Regions from separate parts of the Hordeum vulgare genome. Here region 1 is linked to region 2. Evidence: chromatin contacts called from public Hi-C data. All regions are on one chromosome and are shown on one strand. Each heading gives the region's core, a stretch centred on a gene start, on an enhancer-like site or on the middle of the called end of the contact. The rest is flanking DNA. Distances are from core to core; before and after follow the strand shown. Region 1 holds the start of LOC123452101 (bifunctional protein FolD 1, mitochondrial-like). Region 2 has its middle 92 kb from the start of LOC123395908.

Region 1 (4,403 bases), core at 418-2,917, 400 kb after region 2:
AGGTCAAACGTTGGAGTTGGGCAGTAATCATCACAAACAACACTTCTAGACTTTGATCTTTACAGCGATAGTGGTGCCTCACCTGAATCAGATGCTCCTTTGTTCGATGATAGATTAATGACAGAGGACGCCCGTATTACTGGTATGGTCCCGGCAGATTTACTTCTCACGAGTGGTGGCGTCGACCCTGGGCTGATGCACTTTTCCAGCAACTCATTGATGCCCCGAATGTCGTCGAATGAGATTTCTTTGCCTTTTCCAGAGCATGCGTCAAGCAACTCCATTGCTAGAAAACTAAGAAACTGCATTCAAATTTCTAAACAACTGTCAGTTTAGATTCAAGCAACTCCGCGGAAAAACAAAAAACGGACACCTCCATCGCTAGAAACCTTAGCGGCCGACGCACTAGATCTCGGTGGCTTCATGATGCTAGCCTCCCGCATCGTGGCCAGCGCCTCCTCCTCGAGCTCGAGCTCCTCGAAGCGGCCGACGCACTCGATCTAGGTGGGATTCGTGATGCCAGCCTCCCGCATCGCGGCCAACACCTCCCCCATGAGCCTGATCTCCTCGAAGCTCTCCACCTCGACACTCATCTGTTGTTGCTGCTGCGAGCCCCTCTCCCCGCCCTGGCCCTCTCCTTCAGCGACCTTGGGGGCATGTGGTGCCTGTGGACGCACTGCATAGCCTCCGTGCTCGAACACGAGTAACCTCGCCGTCCCAATCGCCCGTCACACCACCTAAACTCTAACCTCGTCGTCCTAACCGAGATCTGGAGCAGATGCGCGCGAAGAGATGCCGGGGTTTACCTCTATGTGTAGCCAACGTCACACCGCGCCCGCAGACGGCTTCCTGCACCAACGAATCTCCAGCCAGATCACCACCGCAGCCCCGTGCAGGTCATCATTGCAGCTGAATGGGAAGGAAGGAGCGTCGGAGTAGTTCAAAAATGAGGAAGGGAGGGGATTCGAACAGGACGAGCGGGCGATGCGGGGAGCGTGGTATACCTGGCCAAACGGGTCGGGCTAAACAGGCCGGCCCCCAGCCCGCCACGACGACACGACACGGGCCCGGCCCGACACGATTTAAACGGGTCGTGCCAGCCACGCGCACGCCTCGGGGCGTGCCTGGGCCTGAGGGCTGGACACGCGGGCCAGCACGACATGACCCCTTTTTTAACTTATTTATATATATATAATAAAAAATAACGTAATAGGCCAAAATCGGCCCAAAACACAGCCCAATATATTAAAATCGGCCCAAAAAACAGCCTAACAGGCCAAAATCAGCCCAAATAATAGCCTAAAAATAAAAATAAAACTAGCAGGCTAGCGGGTCTAGCGTGCCTACGGGCCGGCCCGTATAGCCTCCGTGTCGTGCCTGGACCGGGAGGCTGCGTCGGTGGGCCGGCACGGCACGGCCCGGCTAATAATCGGGCCCAGACGTGCCGGTGCCTGGCACGATTGTAACGGGCCGGGCCGGGCCGTGCCGGGTCGGCCCGTTTAACCAGGTTTGGAGTCCACCTGTGTCGGGACGGCCACAGGATCCGCCGCGATAGGACGGCTCCGACAGGTGCGCTCGAGAGGTCCAATTAGTGCACTGTACTTATTAGCATTTGGAAAGAAAAAGTACCTGTTTAGTCGAGCTCACGAGGCCCAAAAGGCCCACAGGTCCATCAATATCTCCTGATTCGGCCTAGAGCAGCGAGCGCCTCTGGGCAAAGCGGTCTGACGGACATGGGCGGCGCCGCCGTAGCCTTGCTCGCCGCCACTAGACGACGCTCCATCCCGCTTGTTACCTCCTCGCTCCCTCGTGCTGCGCGCGGTCTCCACGAGGCTACAGCGGCAGCGGGGGAGGACAAGGCGAGGACGCGCCGGCGGAGGAGCAGTAGCAGCCGCCTTCTTGGACCAGACATCACCGACACCTGGGATCCACCCCCGCGCCCAGCGGCGAGGCCGTTACCCCCGCCAGCCGCCGGAGGTGAGCGGGGCTCATGTTTCTTGCTAATCTCTGCGTTAAGGTGTCGTATTATTGGCGTACGCTTCTTGGATTCGGGAGTACATTAATATTATCACCATTATATATACTTATGAAGTTTGAGAACGCTGAGTCCGCTTAATTCCAGTTGATGCGATTGTTCAGAACCCATGGTCACCCTGTAGTAGTGTTGCTCATGATTTAGAGGAGGTTTTAAGCTCCATCCTCTGAATGTGGAAGCATTGTCACATCAAATATCAGTTTAAACAGAAGGCGGGTGGAGATTGTTTAGAAGCTCTTCTTATACTGTCTAGTATTGGGTGCTTCGATTTGGTTGGTGTAAGTAACTTGTTGTAAGTACTAAGTACCCGAATAATGGTTTTTTTTTTCCCTTTCTTTCTTTCTTTCTTTCTTAGAATTTACTTGAGCAAGATGAATCAGTCCTGTGTAGAGTAGTGTTGTTTTACGTCTGGTTGGTGAAACGGTGTCGGACAATTTCAAGGTTTGACTCCTTTTATGGATGAATTGGCACTTGTTTAGGATATGTGCTTCACCTTATCTAATTGTTGTTCAGCATTGTATGCTAATGATTGATTGTTGTTAGTTCGTACTTTTGTTGGTCTTGTAGTTGATTACAAGTCCGCAGCAACCATTATCGATGGCAAGTCCATTGCAGAGGACATAAGGTTACAGATTGCTCAGGAGGTTCTTCAAATGAAAAATGCAGTCGGACATGTTCCTGGCCTTGCTGTCGTACTGGTAGGAGATAGAAAGGACTCTCAGTCCTACGTGAGATTCAAAGTAAAGGGTTGTGAGGAAGTCGGAATAAAATCTTTGCTGTCGGAGTTGCCTAGGAACTGCACAGAAGATGAGGTGGTGGATTCAGTGTCAAGATTCAATGAAGACCCGTCCGTTCATGGCGTCCTTGTTCAGCTACCACTACCACAAGTAATATATTCTACTTTTCTGGTTGCCGCCTTATAAAAGCATGATGTTTGGTTTAGTTTGTAGATTGATACCACGAAAGCCTTTTTCATCTACACAGATTACAAAATTATCTTGCTAACTGAATAATACAAAGTACTTCAGTTGTCATAGTAATAGATGAGCAACTGCAGTTGTATTTTATCCGAGGTTTCATTTCAATGTATGTTTAGCTTTATGTCCAAACTCTCTTGACATCATGCATCATCAAGCCTTTTATTTTATATATGATCATTTTGTGTAAATCAGCACATGGATGAAGAGAAGATTCTCAACGCCATTAGCCTAGACAAGGATGTTGATGGTTTCCACCCCTTAAACGTTGGTAATCTCGCCCTTAGAAGCCGGAAACCTTTGTTTGTTTCCTGTGCTGCAAAGGCTTGCCTTGAATTATTGCTTCAATCTGGTATTGATCTCATGGGAAAGCATGTCACTATTATCGGGAGAAGCAAAGTTGTTGGATTACCCACTTCCTTACTTTTACAGGTAAAGTTCTAAAATTTACTCAGGAATGCATTATCATGTAGTTTTGAACTGCATTATTAACTGTATTTTAACTTCGTTTTCTTTCTTCAGAGACATCACGCTACTGTAAGTGTTATCCACGCGTTCACAGCAAACCCAGAGGAGATTACTCGTGAATCTGACATTGTGATCTCAGCTGCTGGAGTGGCCAACCTTGTAAGAGGAAGTTGGTTAAAGCAAGGTGCAGTTGTGATTGATGTTGGGACAAATCCAGTAGAGGTAATAACAGATGTTTGTTGTGCTTTTGCCCAAGAAGCTTTATCTATAATGTCTTCAGTATCACTTATATCGCATGTTCATCATATTTTTTAATAGTGTCCATGTTAATGATGTGAAGGTTTCTTTAGTCAAGTAGTTCTGATTATAACTGCAAACTTGTTTGCTGATACTGGTTTTTCTTGTTAGTCTATGTTGGGAAAATTTCCTTGGTGCACAACATGGTAAATTTAAATCCACGCACCATAACTCATTGACAAATGTTTAAATGGTTGCTCAATTTGTACTATTAAATCACCACCTTTTGTAGTACTCCCTCCGTCCCAAAATAAGTGTCGCAAAATTTGTACTAAGTTAGTACAAATTTTATACTACATCAACGACACTTATTTTGGGATGGAGGGAGTACTTATTATACAAATATCAAGCTTGAGTTTTGCTGAAGGTTTCAGACTTGAATACCCTTTTGTTTTCCCTTATAATTACCGAAGTCAAGTAACTACTGATGACCGCCTACCTTAATTCAGTTGCGAGTATTACCAGATCTGCTGGTCCCAGTGTATCATAGTTTAGCATCGTTTTTTTCTCTTTTCCCTCCGCATTGTAGATTAGTTCAGGTTTCTGTTTGCTTTAATTTTGGTTTTGGTAGGCTAGGCTTCTTTTTTGCAGTCTTTTTGGTTTTGGCTTTGTAAGCTTTTGCGCCT
Region 2 (4,786 bases), core at 712-3,211:
AGCCGATAAACCAAGCAAAATCTTATTTTTATTTAGAGCATCTAGTTGGAATTTTCCTATGAATTTATTTATAGCAAATGTGTTGAAGAATTGCAGAACGATACGCCGAATTGATCTGTATACATTTCTAGCTAATACTACTACGTATAACTTAGTTTGGCTCGGTGACCAACATATTATTGCATTAAGCAGGATGTCCGAGCTTCAAATTTTCATCCCAACAAAAATAAAAAATTACTCGTTCACTTCCAGCCACTGACTCGTGGGCCGCCGCCATGCTCGCACGTCACGCGGGTAAGGCGTACATCCGAATACGGTAGGAGGCACCGTATTTGCACGGTCGAACAAGTTAAAGCACCATTTTCGTGTATTTTACAACTTTAGGCACCAAACTGACCGCACATGACAAGTTAAGGCACCCTTGATGTATTTAACTCTTTTGTGGCAGATACCCTCGCTACCATAAACAAACGTCGGTGCGTTCACTAGTCGCGTTCTTATTTCTATGAGAAAAATCCAGTCCGAAACCGGAGCAGTCAGCAAGAATCCGAAGCTCCCAACCAGTGAATCAATTTGTGAGCGAGAGGGCACATCAATCCACGGACAGGAAGGGAAAGTGATGGCTACTCCTGCTCCTCCCTCGATGTCCTACATGTAGGTACATCATGCAGGCAACAGTGGCGTGGGATGTGACTGTGCAATCCGACGAGGATAACGAGACGGATTGGGAGTTCCCTCTCCCTTGGATTGCATCTCCTTGCGTGGGCGAGGGCGGGCAGCACTCTGGCAACTAGTGGTCTTACCGTGCATGTGATGCGATTGCGACATGCCAAATGGCCGGCGGGTCACTGTGCCTCGTGGACCAACAGGAAGAAGAAGCATGGCTTGGCTGTGATCCCTTCCGGCTCCTTTTGAGATTCTTCGACCAAAAGGGCACGTATCCAAGGCAGCAAGCAAGCAACGGAAGAGACCGGGGTCCCGGCGTTTGGCCCATTGGGAAATAGGAGTACATTGGAATGGAGCCATGAGAAAGCGAAATCAGGACGCGACAACGCTTTGGTGTGTACACAACCTCAATTCAAAAATGTAAATTTGCCCCATCGTGTCTTACAATTTCTCACAATTTACAGAAATGCCGGCACCATGCTAACAAGAATACCAATTTTCAAAGTCAAATCTTATATTTTTTTCTTTTGCGGGTGAAAGTCAAATCTTATATGACACCTTAATCGTCGTTTTAGTATGTTCTGCAAACCGACGCACACCCTTGGTCCGAACGGGCCGCCCGTCTAAGCCAAAAAACGACGAAGTTTGTTCGGGTTTTGTGAAGTTTCTAGAAGCTTCGTAACCCGATTTTGGGAAGTTTCCTATTGATTTTTTTTTGGGGGTTCGAATTTGGTTTTGTTCAGCTTTATTTGGATTTTTTTTTGTTTTTGTTTTTGTTTTCCTTATTTTCTCGGATGCGTGAATTTTTAGATATTTGATTTTTTTTATAAATTCATGAACTTTTTCTTAACTTGTGAATTTTTCCAACTCCATGATTTTTTTTTACAAATGTCATGAAGTTATTTATTTTTGCTAACAATTTTAGGTAACATTTTTTTAAATAATTAGTGAACATTTTTCAGATTTGTGACCTTTTTATTTTTTGCTAAAAAAAATTAGCGAGCCTTTTAAAAATCCATGAATTTTTCCAATTTGTTAAAAAAATTAAATGAAATCCATGTGTTCTTTCAAATTCCTAAAAGTTTTTAAAATTCATGAGCAATTTGTGAAGTTCACAAAATAAATGCATGAAACTGTATTGAATTCGGGCACATTTTTCAAATTCATGAACTATTTCACAATAGTTTTTCATAGGGTGTGCTCGCAACAGAAAGAAACACTAGCAAGCACACAATAGTGATGGATCGAATGAGCATCATCGAGTGAGAGGGAACAAAACATGAGTTGCCAAGCAAGCTATATGGCCCATGGCCCACTAGGAGAGCATGTGAGCGCTAGTTGTCTTTGTGGCGCTTAAGGTGCCAAAGAGGAGCTCTCATTTTTTATACACTACACCTAGCGTTGCAAATAAATAACTTCAATATTCCATGACATATGTGTTTTTAATAACTAGTAGGCCTGACAATGAGCATTCATAACAAGTCAACAGAGATGGCTTGTCTTCTAAAAGAAAAACAAGTTTGTCGGTCGGGCCAAAAGATAGAGCAAAGCCCGGGCAGGACTCTCTCCTTTTTATGTCCCGACAACAAGGATAGAGTAGACCTCCTCCTTAGTGCATGGTGCACCAGTTAAGCAAATGGCGCTCACCCGTGAGAGGGCATTTTAGGCCAGCCAAAAAACAAGTATTCACCACACACACACGGATGAGCGAGCATCTTGTGCTCGTGAAAAAAGTGTAGAACTGCACGCACTAGCCGGTTCACCCAAAAACTCAACCTGATGGGGAAAAGGTGGGATATCCATTTATACATCAACGCTCCCCTCGTGTGTGGTTACCTCGGGCCTAGAGGTGGATCGAAAATTCATTGCAATATTTTATCTTTAAATTGTGTCAGCCGATTCTTCAACTAAAGGCCTTTTGATTCTGATACCATGTAAAACTGCACTCATCGACGGTTCATCCAAAAGCTCAAGGTGATGGGAAAAGGTGAGCTATGCATTTATATGTCAACAAAATGCAAGCAACCGATCAGGCTGATCGTAGATTGTTTAACCGTGACACATTTTACTATTGACCTCTTGCATGTTCACAGTTTATGAGACAATCGATTTTTCTCCAAAAAAGTTCATAAAATGTTGAAATTAACATCATTCAAAAAAATGTTCAACGGTTTAAGGACAAAATCACAAATTTGAAAACAAATCGAAAATTTGATTTTCCGTTATGCAAATATGAAAAAAGTTCATGAATTTGGAAAAAGTCTACAAATTTTGGAAAACGTTTCTTCAAAAATTCATCAATTTCAAGAAGTTCATGAATTTTGAGAAAGGTTCATTATGTCTAAAAAAGTTCGGAAATTAGGAAAATATTCAAGAATTTAAAAGGAATAGGAATACATTTTATAAACTTGAGAAAAGTTTGCTAATTTGGAAAAGGATGAATTTCAAAAAATGATCACGAATTTTAAAAAGAAACAATTCATGAAAAAGGAAGAGAAAGAGAAAATATATAATATAAATTTAACAAAAGCAAATAAAAATGGACAGAAAAACACACACAAAAGAACCAGCTACGAGAAGAAAAATGATAGAACAACTGCTCGACCTCTACTCTCCTTTTTAGGGGATGTTTAGTGAGCGTCAAATGATGGGGACAGAGGGTGCACACTCAGTGATCAGTTTTTTCCCCTTTTTTTTGGACTCACATGTATTTTCTTTTTCCTGTTTTTTGTTGAGCCTCGCATTTACCCGTCCCATTAATTGTTTTTCTGCTGTTGTTTCTATACATCACATCTACCTAGCACAATATTTTGGTAGTTTTGATCCCAAAGGTGAAGAATCCATCTCTCTTGTCACAATTCCGACTAATAAGTCTTTGCAACATTCTCTACAAAATAGCATCAAAGGTAATCTATAACCGTATGAAGCAATTGCTACCAAATATAATCTTAGAGCAACAGTCAGCCTTTGTTTGAGGTCGGTTAATCACCGATAACATCATCACATCGTATGAGCGCCTTCATTTCATGAAAAGGAACAAAGCAAAGAAGAACCAACACTGTGCACCAAAAAATGTCAAGCTACGGGCCAGAAAATCAATTATGATAAATCATCAATATTCTTCAATAAAGGAGTTTCAATAGTGCAACGATGGAAATAAAGGGGTTACTAAATGTCCCTAATGAAACTTTGAGTGAAAAGTATTTAGGCATGCCATCCGACGTGGGTTATTCCAAAAATGGTACTTTCAAATATCTCAAAGATCGCTTGTGAGAAAGGTGCAAGGCTGGATTGAGAAAACCATGGCAACGGCAGGGAAAGAGGTACTTGTCAAAGGAGTTGCGTAGCCAGTCCCAGTTTATTCATGTCATGTTTCAAACTCCCGACGGGTTTGTGTGAACAACTAAACATGTTGATCCGAAAATTATCGTGGGAAAGTAGAGTTGGAAAGAGAAAACTAGCTTGGGGTTGCATGGAAGGATATGACGCAACCAAAGGACATGGGAGGCCTCGGCTTTAAGGATTTTGGGTTGTTTAACTTATCGATGCTTGATAGGCACTCATGGAGGATCTTGCACACCCCAGATTCCCTAAGCTCTCGTATACTCAAGGGTGTTTACTTCCCCACGTCAACAATACTTGAGGCAGTGCTTGGACGCCGGCCCAACCAAATTTGGAGGGCACTTGTTGAAGGAAGGGACATCCTTAAACAATGGCTAATACGAAGAATTGGTGATGGATCAACCACCAATATATGGGATGATAATTGGTTGCCAAGAGATGATGATACTGTATGGGTGTAGAACGAATAACCCTCCTCAGACCATGTCATAATTAATTGATGTAACCATGGCCAGCTGGGATTTGAACCGCATTCACCAGATCATGCTTCCAATTGATATCCCTTTTGTCATGAGCATCCCGCTTCGCACTAGAGTTGTCTCAGATTTTTGGTCATGGAACTATGAGAAAAATGGTCTGTTCTCGGTTCATACGGCCTACAAAATTCTTGTTACAACAAAACATCGAGGAGAGGCTTGGCTCGAAGGATCAGCAGCGACATCAAGTACAACTCATGGAAATCGCTTTGGCATGTCCAAGTTCCAACAAAAATATGAAT

Evidence for each region. A called contact is a pair of places that touch in the nucleus more often than the background predicts.
Region 1: a contact with region 2 is called in a Hi-C map of seedling, with 2.4 times the contacts expected there. The contact joins the promoter of LOC123452101 here to the enhancer-like site in region 2. A contact is called at or near these places in 2 of 6 Hi-C or Micro-C datasets (leaf and seedling).

The regions. Positions count from the first base shown.
Region 1 is chr5H:391,929,631-391,934,033 of MorexV3_pseudomolecules_assembly, forward strand. It overlaps LOC123452101 (bifunctional protein FolD 1, mitochondrial-like), which reads left to right and starts at 1,668. Exons shown (of 5, transcript XM_045128686.1): 1 at 1,668-1,977; 2 at 2,603-2,922; 3 at 3,208-3,444; 4 at 3,535-3,702. The coding sequence starts at 1,734.
Region 2 is chr5H:391,530,015-391,534,800 of MorexV3_pseudomolecules_assembly, forward strand. No RefSeq gene overlaps it. Among protein-coding and RNA genes, the nearest start is that of LOC123395908, 92 kb to the right of the region's middle. Within about 2 kb of position 1,962, at least 3 of the 3 cell types and tissues checked have open chromatin away from gene starts, as enhancers often do. A contact at or near this core is called in leaf and seedling, where this site is marked.